Regions from separate parts of the Gossypium hirsutum genome. Here all the other regions are linked to region 1. The links are chromatin contacts, called in public Hi-C maps. All regions are on one chromosome and are shown on one strand. Each heading gives the region's core, a stretch centred on a gene start, on an enhancer-like site or on the middle of the called end of the contact. The rest is flanking DNA. Distances are from core to core; before and after follow the strand shown. Region 1 holds the start of LOC107899320. Region 2 holds the start of LOC107899298 (ADP-ribosylation factor-like protein 8a). Region 3 holds the start of LOC107899277 (pentatricopeptide repeat-containing protein At5g67570, chloroplastic-like).

Region 1 (4,525 bases), core at 639-3,138:
AATAAATAAAGAAGGGGAGGCATTGCCATGCATGATCATGAATCAATTATGATCATCATTCATCAAGGAAAAACAACCATCTAAACAGCTTCAAATGTTTGGCCTATACTTGTTGCCCAGATCTTTTGCTTAACTGAGCAAGAAAAAGAAAAAGGCAAAAAGAGATTAGATGACTGAAAATGCGTATAAGATCATGATTTTCAAACTTGAGACTTTACCTGCATCTCTCTAGCCATTGAAGGTAGCCACCTCTCTCCCCTAATCCTTTTCAGTTCCGCGATCCTGGCTTCCTCTCTCTTTGCTTTTTCTTTGGCTGTTGCTTCTTTAGCTTCCAATCTAGCTAACGATCTCTGGCTTGCATATCTTGCTGCAGCCAATATATCTTTTCCATCAACAGCTATGGACAATAGTTGTCGTCTGAACTGCATACCACCATGTAGCCAAATATAAATTAAGAGGAATAATCCAAAGTAAAAAGGGGGAAAAAAGAGTTAACAGAAACAAAAGAGATCCAGACAACAAGCGGACCTCTTTTGAGTTCTCATCAATCCCTCTTCTGGGAAGAAGTTTTGGTTTCTTTTGGGGTCCTTGAATTTCATCTGACAGCAAACAAATAACTCTCAGACCTCAAATACCATAACGTAGATAACCCTTCCGAGAGCTAGCTCAGAAGATAAGAGCAAATGCACAAACACATTGCAATATCAACACCAATCTGGTATCCTGTAATAACAGTTCAAATTTATTCAAAAGCAATAGGTAGAATCCCTTTGAAAAGTTTCATTAGTAACCTAAATAGGCTGCCATTTTTTCCCATTCACTAAACTCTGAATCTAGAACCAATCATTTGAGACAAATGTAGTAGCAAAAGAGACAAGAAAAGGTTGAACAATGCAGACTGTAAAAACATTTCTCTAATTGCAGCAAGAGATGAAAATAAGGGAAAGACGTACTCACCTAAGTGGTCAAATACTATCCCAGGAGTAGAATTTTTAAATAAACGAACTCCACTTTCATTTACCACGCTATCATCATCTGGGACATTACAGGCATCCTTCACTATCACTAAGTGCTTCTCTAACATGTTATCCAAAAGCTTTTGTGCCTGCTTATGACTTTGTGAGTTAGCAAACAAAACAAAATAGCTCAAGTGTTCAAACCGAATACTATTGCAATTGAATGAATACATACATATATATGATTTAAACATTATGAATTGAAAATTACTAAAATTGAGTCCTTTTAAGTCGTAGAACTGATCTGAAATAACCTCCATTAAAGTTCCTTCGAAGAAAATTAAACTTTCCGGCAGTGCACTCAAAATTGATGCCAAATTATGGTGAAAAAAATGAGTCTTATGGAAACTATCAATCCAATAAGCATGATTCAACACTCGGCATGGAATCTAAGAGTTCATATTTTTTTGAAGTAGATATTAATCCAATTATTTGCAAAATTACCCAGATAAGCTAATGCTAAAATAACAAAGATAGAAACATTTGGGAACCTTGAGTTGGTAGTTTTTAAGCTTCTGGGGTTGCTTTCTCTGATTTATTTCATCAGATTTATCAACATAATCATCTGTATCTGGGGTTGGATTTGAAACGAGGTTGTTTCTTGTTGTTTGTGTTGTTACAGTGGAGCTGTTGGAACCGTTAGCAGTGAAAGTGGCGGTAGTGGTTGCAGCTATAGATTGAATGGCAGCTTTCCACTCGGCGTCCCCGTCTTCTTCGCCGCTGCTGCTGCCGCCGCCGCTACGGGTTGGTCTTGCCATTGCTAAACCCACAATTATCACCGTTGGAATATAAACCCTGTGGGATAAATAATTGGGACTCTTTTAGGCTTGCTTTGTTCTATCCATGCAGGCCAAACCTGGCTTAAATATTTTATAAAATGGGCCTAAGAATTAATCTAAATTTTTTAGAATTTTAATGATAAGAATCATTTGACTTTAAGTTAGATGTTTCAATGGATCTAATTTTACTTTCGAATTGCCATGACCAAATCATTTGAATTTAATTTTGTTGCCCACTTTGGTTACATTCCACTCTGAAAATGCTATTTAGTTTATTTGAATTAAAAGTTAAATTAAATTATTTAGTTCAATTCTTATAATAATTTATTCTCATATTGCTTAATAAACTTAAAACTTAAGTCATATTATCTAAAATTAAGATCCAAATATAACAAGATGGTTTGTGGGTTCTATGCTTAGAAAAAAAACTGTTTAAAAAATATAAATTCTAAATTGTGAAATTGGTTTTTAATTTAATATTAACAAAAAGACTTAGATTTTAAATTTTAAAAGTAAAATAAATTAATTTTTAAAATAAAAATAGAGAGAGTTAAAAATCAATTTTAGGTTTCAATTCTGCTAGTTATTCAATCAAAACCCAATTTTATCATTAAAAATTGTACTGATTTTGCCAACAACATTTACATATTACACGTAATTGTAAAGCTTGATCTTTTCCCCTCTTTCTTTTCAGAGATAAAAAAAATATTAAGCTTTCAAAGTCGACTAAATTAGGCGTAAGAGCCGCTTTTTTTTTTTTTTAATTAGCTCTTTAGGCTGTTTTTTATTTAGCGAAATAGAATGTTTTAAAGTTGACTCTCCCTTTCTCTCTCCTAAAAACTCTAATTATTTTTAATATTTTAAGGCTAGGGTTAGGGCTTGGTGTATATTTTAAGGTTTATGGTTTTTTGAAAAGTTTTATGGTTTAGGGTTAAAACTACGAAAGTTTATAGGTAGATTTAAGGGTTTAGAGATGTAATAAAGCGCCTCAGAACACATATGTCATAGCTGGATAAGGCCATCACCTCAAAAACTCATCGTGGAGAAATTTGGTTTTGAAGTAATAATGCTTGATACGATCAGGGGTCGAAGTTTAAGTGGAGGTCCCAGTCGACGACCTCGATGCGGTCAAGGGTTCGAGTATAACCGGGGGGCAAGGTGACAATCGTTATGCAATCAGGTGTTCAAGCTTTTTGGATACACACAAACAATGCTCTATATATACCATACATAAGATTGAGACCATAATCATACGAAAAAACTCTGGGAACTTTTAGTGTAATCAACATAATTTTTTTCTCTATTTTCAAGCAGCCAGTATCTTTGACCTTTCATTCTTATCCGAAAGCTGACACCGAGGTGGACACAAGAGGACTCTCAGGTGGAGAGCAGATGTTCCGACATAGTAGAGGTCAAACTTGGGTCGGCGCAGCGCTACAGTGGATGTAGTTATTAATGGTTTGTTTAATAACAACAACAATCATCGCCCTAAAAAGAGCATCACATTTCCTTCACCACAATAGTTGCTCCTCGCTTGAGAGTCTTCTTGTGTCCACAATTGCGTCGACCTTTGAATAAGAAGGAAGGTTAAATGTACTAATTACTTGGAAATGGAGAAAAACGGTAGTTGCCACCAGACTCACAACTATAGTAGGAGCAGGCAACCACCAATCGACATCATATTTGGTACTATGGCTCGACACATCTCCCAGTATAACGTAGATAAGACGACAGATCCCCAACTTGGTTTTTCACATTCATTGAAGTCCACTAGATGTAGTAGTCACCTTATGTGCATCAAATTTCGAGATTTTTCGGGCATTAAAATGCCCCTGATTAACCTCATGATAAATGCTCAAGTGTATTGTTCTATGACCTCCTTTGTTGGGTCTTCAAGGAGCTCGTCAAAATTATCCTTCAACTAGTTGATCGATATCCGACCACATTCGAACTTGTCCGGGATCTTCCCCAACAGTGCTCTACAGATGTCCATTTTACTCAGAACAACTGTTGATCCCATGATGACTGACTCATCTATCGGTAGACCGAGTTGTAGCGCTACGTCTTTGAGTGTGATTGTACACTTGCCGCATGAAAGGTGGAAAATGTGTGTTTCGAGCCTCTATTTTTTCACCAACATGTTGATTAGTCTAAGATCGAGTTTGCAGCCCTTGGTCATGCGAGACGTATGCAAGAATCCAGCCTCTTACAAGTGGCCACGAATTTCAGGGATCGTAGGCTTTCCCATATTATGAATGAAGCCCTCCAGAACACGATCATCCGCCTATTTGCACAAGAAAAAAATTTAAAGTAAAAAATCAATTAATTTTAACATAATTGAAAATAAAGAAATTTAAAATTTCGTCTTACCATTATTGTTTGGGCAACGAAAATATGCTTGTCGTCAAAGAGCATGAGAGAGGTGGCCATTTGTGAGAAATCAATTTGAATGAATAAAACACGAGATAATTAAAAAAAAATTTAAATGAAAATATCAAAAAATTTAAAATGAGAGAGTTGAGAGAAGGATGTGAATGAAAAAAAATGAAAATTGGGGGATATTTATAGGGTAAAAAAAAGTTACCGTTGGAAAATTTTAATCTTTTCTACTGTTAACAGGACAACATTCAAAAAGCCGTTCTCTTTCTCTCTCCTAAAAATGATCTATTTCACTAAATTTAAATCCTAAAGAAGTAATTAAAAAACAAAATCGGCTTTTAAGCCTAATTT
Region 2 (4,098 bases), core at 568-3,067, 210 kb after region 1:
ATTAATTTAAAAATTAATTAACAAAAATTAAATTAACTTAAAATAAACAATTAAAACAATTAATTGTTATAACCAACCATAACTTTTTCTTATAAGTTCACTGTCGTATTTAATATTAATATTTAATAAATACCAGTCAGTGGCATGTCATCATTTACTTATCAGTCATGTGCCACATCATCCATTTGAATAGTTTCGTTATAATAACTTTACTAATTAGCTTTCGTCTTTAAAATACAATAGCTCTATTCTTTAGTAGAGGGACTTCTTTACTCCCTTATGATAATAAAGGGACTTTTGGGTACTTTCACCTAATTTAAACTATTCAAATGCATAGACAATCAATAACCATTTTACTTAAAAATAATAAAATATTATTATACTAATAGTTTAATTATTGAATTACACTTTATATTAAATCTTAAATTATATTCACATTTATGGATAAATAATATCTTATTATTTTAAATTATTTATTAATTGAAGATAATTTTTTTATTATATTAAAACTAGAAAACATTAGAATAGATAAATTTTAATAAAGTATTATATTACACTTTATATTAAAATAATTAATCATATATTTTAAAATAATAATTGTCACATTAATTAAATAGAGTTTTAATATCTATACTTCTATTTAAGCCCCAGTTAATGTTACAAATTAGCCAGACACCAACTCGATCAAAAAATTTATGAAAATATCTTTTCATAATTAAAATAAGTTATATCATTCAAAGGTATTATAGTCTTTTACTTTTTTAAAAAAATCAATAAAAAAATTCCATGTGTTTGGATTTGAACCTGTATTATTTACATTAATAAAACATTAGCCTTACTACTAAATCGAAACTTTATTTTAATATAATATTTATATTTTAATTGTGTTATATATATTTTATTACCTCTATCAATTATATATCTATACTAACATATTAATTTATTTATAATATATATAAAAATATGAGTTTGAAAAAACTTTGGAATGAATGAAAATACCCTTCATTTTTCATCATACTACAAAATTCACATTTTAAGATAAAAAATTAAAGTAAAATAAAAATGGTAATAATTATACATTTAAAAGAAATTATAATTTAATCAAAATTGTGATAATTGTTATACATTTAAAATTATTATAATTTAATTTAAAATTATTAATTAAAAAATATTATGTTAATTTTAAAATAGAATTAGTACTTAAATATATGAAAAAATTGTTATAATTATAATATAAATTATTAGCTAAAAAAATTTATTATATTAATTTTATTGATGTGAAATAAAATTATTACTTGAATGGAATTTTAATAATCTTAACTATCATTTAATTAATATACTAAAATTAATTATGTTAATTTTTTATATGTATTGTAAGTACGAAATCTCACACACGTACACATGTGTGATAACAATTTTACTATAATTAATTAAGTTAGAATAATTAAACGCATAAATATAATTTAAATAAAATATACATACAAGTTACATTAAAAATTAGTTGAAATAAAATAGTACAACTCTGCCACCTTAATTCTCCTGTACAACTTCTTCTATTAGATCATCTTCAATTAGACGTGAATGCCACTCTCCAATCACCTCCACAAAACGTCTGGACTGTACACCAATGAAATTCGTTCGTGACTGCCACTCGCCAAAATTGAGACCGTTGATTGTTCAATCTATTTCTACCTCCGAACTACTCTCACAGTGTTTTACGGAATCTTTTTCTCCCAATTTGATCCGAATTAAAGAAAATATTGTTTTTGCCTGTTTGACTTAAATTAGATGTAAAAGATCCAATAGAATCTAAACCGTCCATAAATTTCCCAATCACTCACTATCAACGGCTGATATTTTCCTCAAAAATGAAGAATTTCTTTTTCTTTCAACTACTCCTAATCCCACCGTAATCTGGAGAGTCCAATTTGGCTGTTTATTTATTATGGAAAGGAAATAATTCGAAGTAAGGAATTCAGTGAAAATAAATTTAAAATAAAAATAAAAATCAGCAGGCTAGAAGGGAGGGAAGGAAAAGCCAGGGGCTTTGTGAGATCTCTGGCTCCCTCTTCCTGTTTTTCTCTTCGAAAATTTACTGAAAGAAGGCTTCTTCTTTTTTCTTTTTTTCTTTTTTTTGCTTGTGATCTTTTCTAATGGGTTTATTGGAAGCTTTTCTCAATTGGCTTCGAAGGTAGGTTTTTTTTTTTTTTTTTGGTTTGTTGCAATGTCACTCTTTTATTAATTTCTGCTGTTTTGTTTTGTTTTTTTTTTTCTTTTTCTTTTTTAAATTTTAGGTGATGTATTGGATTGGATTGAGAATTATGATTTATATAAAGTTGGGTTTCATCTTTTTAAGCTAAAAAGAAGTAAAATTTTCATCTTTTGTTTGAGAATACAGTAAAATTACTTCTATTGTTAAGAATGTTATATCGAAATTAGTAAATTGATGTGTGGTTCATGAACAAAATGAATAAAAGACAATTGTTTGTTCTTCTTCTTAGAAAAAACAATAATGGTTGACTACATATTTAATGTAATTTTAATGAGTTAATGGTTTATTTTATTTTTTAATTTCTACATTAGAATGGGGGTAGATTGCCATACCATCGCCTCTGCAGATAAGGAAATCTGTGTAAGAAGGAAAATTTTCTAAGACAAGGAAGAGCTTTGTGGATGGTTCAATTCTCTTCTGCTCCACACTTATTTGAGATCTAATTTAAGTTATGAATGCTTTTTGGGTTTCATGTGCTTGGTGGAAAATTAGTTTTGTTTTTACGGAATTCACATACTTTTCAGTCAGTTTTCTGTGACTTTTATTGATATACATGTTTGGAGAATTCTTTAAATGAATGCTAAATTGCTAATTTGTGAGCTTTATCCTTCTAGATTGTTATTTAAGTTGACCTCTGTAGTTCAACTTTCATGGTATGAGGGCTTACTTCTTGTTTTGCAGCCTGTTTTTCAAGCAGGAAATGGAGCTATCTTTGATAGGACTTCAGAATGCTGGAAAAACCTCACTAGTAAATGTTGTTGCAGTAAGTAAATTAAGAAACTCAATGTAAATGTCACCGCAGTACTAAGAGTCCATTGCTAGCAATGTAGTATTGTTTTGCTTTATTCTGTGGCTTGACCTTAAGTTGTCTTGTTGGTTTTTTCTCAGACTGGTGGATATAGTGAAGATATGATCCCAACGGTGAGTCATCTTGTCTAAGAGGATCTGTATTTTCATCATCACATTTTTTCTTCTTTTTAAATATGTGAATTGGTATGATATTACTTTCCAAAGCTTTTATTTTTTTTTTGTCATAGAAGTAAGGTAATTAATGCCTAATGGCTTACATTCAGGTTGGATTCAACATGAGGAAAGTGACTAAAGGAAATGTTACAATAAAGTTATGGGATCTTGGAGGTCAGCCTAGGTTTCGCAGTATGTGGGAACGATATTGCCGTTCAGTTTCTGCAATTGTGTAAGAACTAAGAAGCTTCTTCTTTATTTTCACAGACTTGTTATTTCCAGTAACTCCCTTCTAAATTGCTTTAACAATTTTAGGGCCTGAAAAGGTTTGCCTTTAATGCAAGAAAGGCAAATAACCCAGAATAATAAACCCTCAAGAATAGTCTGAAAACTTGCCCTTGTCCTTCTCAAATCTTGAACAGGATACTATCTTAATTATATGAACTGCATTTACATGTTTCTATATCTATTAGCAAAACAACGAGCATTAGTGCAAGGAGAAAAAATCTAACTCTAAAGAATGGTTCTTGTTAGGATTTCTTACTACTATGATAAAGTTGTGCCTCTTCCGGTAGCGCCTTACAAATAGATCAATGAAAGGCAGGTATTGAAAACTTTACTTATGACCTATATCAGTGGATCAGTTGCAGCCGGTTTCAACTGCTGTACTTTTTGTGTATGATCATATGTTGTTCCCTTTTGGATCCTAGCTTCTTTGTTTAGTTCTTATGTAGTGAAACTAATCCAAATCCCATAAAAAAAATTGTAGTTGCATTTCATTTTTATGGATCCTCTCGTGTCTCACACTGTGTTTATAGTGAAATTACATGTAACCTGAATTTGGGTGTAGTTATGTGGTGGAT
Region 3 (4,458 bases), core at 1,710-4,209, 230 kb after region 1:
TTTTCGGCTATGAAGAACAAGGATGAACAAAAAACCTTGTCTTTTACTTCCTTTTGTTATTTTATTACTAACATTTTATGACACAAAATAACATATATTATTTGTGCCATACTTATGCCATAATTTCAATAAAAAAATTGCACAAATGCTTATCATGCCCATCATGGCCGGCCACTATGTTTTAAGGTGGGAAATTTGACATGCAAATCCACCTATTTCATACTATAAGTTATTTGGCCACTACAAATTAGTCTATAGCATTTTCAAAAATTTTCACATGAGTCCTATTTCATAATTTCACTCACAAATGGCAAAATCAAAGCATGAAATTTTTACACATGCACTTTCACATGAAATAAACATAGAATATAACATCTAATTATTTTTGTGACTTGGTTTTGTGATCCCGAAACCACTTTCCGACTAGGGCCAAATTAGGGTTGTCACAAAAACGCTCCTACATGGACGCGTTTTGCTAAAATCAACCCTTTCCGGTAAATAATTCAGAAATTAACCCATTTCTATAAATATACTTGGAAACGAGCCTTTATAAATAAATTAATCTTTTATGCCAATATATTATATAAGTGTTACGGGGTCTTTCAAATGTGTTTACATTATAAAAATTTGACATGTGGTATGAAAATAAATAAAAAATTTATGAAAGGTAAAATTACAACATAAGCCCTTCCTATTTTTTATATAACTTTTAATGGTGTTTTATAAATTATATTTCATAAATAATTTTTTTTTCAATTTGCTTATATTCAATTATTTAACATGCTACCTTTTAAATTTTGTTTTAAAATTTTAATTTTAATGTTTAATTAAAATACCTTTTTTAATTAAAAAATTCTAGTAGAATATACTTTTTTTTTCTTAATTTTTAAGTTAAATCAGTACCATCAATTCATGAATTATTTGGTCTTTATTTTTAAAAGGTATAGGTTACTTTTAACTAATATTATAGATTATGCACATATAATCATCTTATATACAAGTTTTTTAAATAAGTATGTTTAAAATTTTGAAAATAAGTTAAAAATGGTTACATATTTTTAAAAAATAAAAGTATTTCTTAAAAATTAGAAATTTTAAAATTAAATATTTTTAAAACAATTTTAATTTTTTTTTCAAATTTACATAAAAATACGTTATAATTTATTAAATAAATATTGTAAATAAAAATTGGATTTAAAACTTGTAAAATTTGGAGCACACGCAGACGCAGAGGATAAAAAAAAGGGTAAATTACACCAACAGTTACTCAACTTTAGGGTAGCTGACAAAACAGTCAAGTTTCAATTCAGTCACTGAACTTTCAAAAAATAACAAAACGGTCATACTAACTGTTTTTCGTTATGTCTGTAATGGTGCTATCCTTTTCCGTTATTCACTTAACAGAAAGGCCATTTTCCATCCCCCTCCTTCTTCCGCAGCATCCATCCCCTATCACAAACCCCTTCATTTTTTTGCAGACCTCCCCACCATTGCCCTCTCCCTCTCTTCCCCCTATTCCTTCTTCACCATTATTCCCAAGGAAAATGAACCCCAAGAAGACAGCAAGAGTGTGGCCACAAAGACCGAACCTTTATGCCATATGCATCATGCTTGCACGCTGAATGTTACCACATTTCCAAATAAAGCCTGAAATGAAATTGGTCTCAATTACAAAGCTTCGATTTGCCTAAATGACAAAGCTAACATGGGGAGTTGCAGTTTGCTTACTGAGTAGATCACAGAAATAAGCTCGATATCAAGACTCAACATCCAAGCGTTTGGGTCTCTTTCAAAATCAAAGTAACCAATGCAGATTGAATGGACCCAAAGAGGCAATAGAAGGAAACCAACATTATCTCTAATGGATACCCTTTCAGAACTGCAGCCTTCAAATTTAGTAGGGAAAGTATCAATTTGAAGTAGCCAAGCATCGTGGATTATGAAATAGCATATTAAATTACCTGACCAATGATTTTTGTTGAAAGTGACAAAGAGGCAGTAGCGATGAAGAGGCCACCAATGAGCCAATTGTTAGATGTTGTTAACATGGTAGAAAGAGATCGGTGTAAATGCGGTTGAATTCATGGAGAAAGTATTGGCATAGTAGCAAATATTAAAGACAGCTAATTATGCCTTATACTACAAAAATAAATGGCATAGCAGTAGAGACGAACCTGAAGATAACAGCAAGCAAGAAAGTGAAAGCTGGGATTAAGTTGGCTAGAGCAGAAGCAAGGGTTGGAGAGCTGTATCTTACACCAATGATTACACAGTTTTGCATCAAAGTGATCCTGCAAAAAGCCCAGTTTTATAACCCAATTTTTTCACCAATAAAGGAATTATTGAACTATTTTTAGATTTAATTACATATCCAGCAATGCTTAAACAGAAAATTTTGCACAAAAAAGATAAAGTAATTGGTGGCTGCTTTTTCTTGCAAAGAAGTCCCAAAATAGAAATAATACCATTAATTGCTCATCCATTGATTTAATTGATAGATAGATGAGAACCTTGTGAAGAAAAAAGCTGCTGGAAGAAGAATGAGAGAAGCCAGAGCATTTGACTAGATGACAAGGACAAAATGGCTCATTCCTTTGGACATGGAAACTTTGTTGAGGGTTAGAGAAATGATGGTGAAGAAGGAATAGAGAGGAGAAGGGGAGAGGGCAATGGTGGGGAAGTCTGCAAAAAAATAAAGGTGCTTGTGATAGGGGGAGGGATGGTGGGGAAGAAGGAGGGGGATGAGAGAGGGATGGAAAATAGCTTTTCTGTTAAGTGAATAACGGAAAATGATAGCACCGTTACAACATAACGGAAAGTGGTTAGTAGTGACCGTTTTATTATTTTTTGAAAGTTCAGTGACTGAATTGAAATTTGAGTGATTGAATTAAAATTTGAGTGACTATTTTGTCAGCTTCTCTAAAGTTATATTTTAAAATTTTGAGATATTTCATGTAGGTGAAATGTTAGAAGGATAATGGTACAAACTCCGGTGGAAGCAATATGGACGCTTCAATAGTCCCATCTCCTAAGCTCCCGCCTCCCCACTTCGAACCTAACACTGAAAACATCAAACGGAGGCTTCTCCGGAAAGGCGTTTACCCTACTCCCAAAATTGTTAGAACTCTCAGGAAAAGGGAAATTCTCAAACATAACCGCAAAACTAAACAACCCCAGCCTGAAACCCCATCCCTCTCCGCTTCCGAACTCCAGTCTTTGGCTGAAGCGTCTCACTTTTTAACCCTAAAACGCGAGTACAGACGCTTCTCGAAAGCTCTCAACCCAAAAGGGAGTGCCAGAGTCCTTCCTTGGCGGGAAAACCATGGGAGAGAATCGAGGGACCCAAACTCCGGGACCTCGTTTCAGAAGACGAAGAGTTCCACGGGGAGAGCTTGAAGAGACAGAACCTTAAAGAACTCAAAGAAATGTTCGAAGAGGATCTCCGTTGGGTCCTGGAGGATGATGTTGACGTGGAAGACGATGATTGTCTGTTACCCACTGAAAAGCAAATGCAGGACTTGGGCCCTTCAAAACGTTGGCGTAACGAGAAAGAAGCAATTCGATTCCTTGTTGACAGGTTTCGGTTTTTTGTGCTTTCATTTTCTTTTATCATCAATTTCCTGTATTTTTCACTTTTTTTTTTCATTATAATTCCAGGTTAAGTGAGAGGGAGATAACGGAAAGGCATTGGAAATTTGTAAGGATAATGAAGCAATCAGGGTTGCAATTTACAGAGTGGCAGTTACTTAGGATTGTTGAAGGACTTGGAAAGAACGGGAAATGGAGGCAGGCAATGGCCATTGTCCAATGGCTGTATGGCAATAAGGAGCGTAAAGATTTCAAAAGCAGGTGATGCTTCTTCCCTTTGCATTCATTTCAATCAATTTGCAAATTTTTTTTATTTAAAATTTGTGATTATTTCTTTTTCGGCTTACCAATGTTAGTTGGAAGTAAAGTAATTAGACAATTAGGTAGTTTGGTGTTGGATATGAGGTCATAAGATTGTACAATATATGAACTTATTGAAGCTTCTTGTAGGTTTGTTTACACAAAACTGTTGTCAGTTCTTGGGAAGGCGAGGCGACCCCAGGAAGCTCTTCAGATTTTCAAGCTGATGCTTGTTAGTATTCACTTTCACTATTTTATTTTATGCAGCGGGTGATCCTTTTGCCTAATTATGATATGCTGGCTCAATACCTAGTCTTGACTTTTTTAGGGAGACTGCCTTATATATCCCGATTTAGCTGCATATCACAGTATTGCTGTTACATTGGGGCAAGCTGGTCTTTTGAAGGAATTGCTGAACATAATCGAGTGCATGAGACAGAAACCTTCTAAAAGAATTAAAAATATGCGACGCAAGAACTGGGATCCAGTGCTTGAACCTGATCTGGTTGTATATAATGCTGTATGTGAGGATTTTTACTTTTGGCATTCTCTGACATCTTTTGGTCCATA

The links. Hi-C and Micro-C count contacts between places; a contact is called where the count stands out from the background.
Region 2: a Hi-C map of leaf shows a contact between it and region 1, with 3 times the contacts expected there. The contact joins the promoter of LOC107899298 here to the promoter of LOC107899320 in region 1. A contact is called at or near these places in 5 of 34 Hi-C or Micro-C datasets (all in leaf).
Region 3: a Hi-C map of leaf shows a contact between it and region 1, with 2.0 times the contacts expected there. The contact joins the promoter of LOC107899277 here to the promoter of LOC107899320 in region 1. A contact is called at or near these places in 6 of 34 Hi-C or Micro-C datasets (hypocotyl, leaf, petal and 1 more).

Annotation. Positions count from the first base shown.
Region 1 is chrA11:62,334,570-62,339,094 of Gossypium_hirsutum_v2.1, reverse strand. It overlaps LOC107899320, which reads right to left and starts at 1,888. Exons shown (of 6, transcript XM_041081836.1): 1 at 1,508-1,888; 2 at 958-1,105; 3 at 529-599; 4 at 219-422; 5 at 1-133. The coding sequence starts at 1,774. The coding sequence ends at 104.
Region 2 is chrA11:62,123,245-62,127,342 of Gossypium_hirsutum_v2.1, reverse strand. LOC107899298 (ADP-ribosylation factor-like protein 8a) reads left to right here and starts at 1,817. Exons shown (of 6, transcript XM_016824975.2): 1 at 1,817-2,191; 2 at 2,954-3,035; 3 at 3,161-3,193; 4 at 3,346-3,467; 5 at 4,086-4,098. The coding sequence starts at 2,154.
Region 3 is chrA11:62,107,661-62,112,118 of Gossypium_hirsutum_v2.1, reverse strand. LOC107899277 (pentatricopeptide repeat-containing protein At5g67570, chloroplastic-like) reads left to right here and starts at 2,959. Exons shown (of 10, transcript XM_016824949.2): 1 at 2,959-3,301; 2 at 3,304-3,577; 3 at 3,658-3,849; 4 at 4,039-4,120; 5 at 4,217-4,408. The coding sequence starts at 3,004. It overlaps LOC107899286 (a long non-coding RNA gene), which reads right to left and starts at 2,885. Exons shown (of 4, transcript XR_005905090.1): 1 at 2,466-2,885; 2 at 2,175-2,291; 3 at 1,729-1,961; 4 at 1,174-1,647.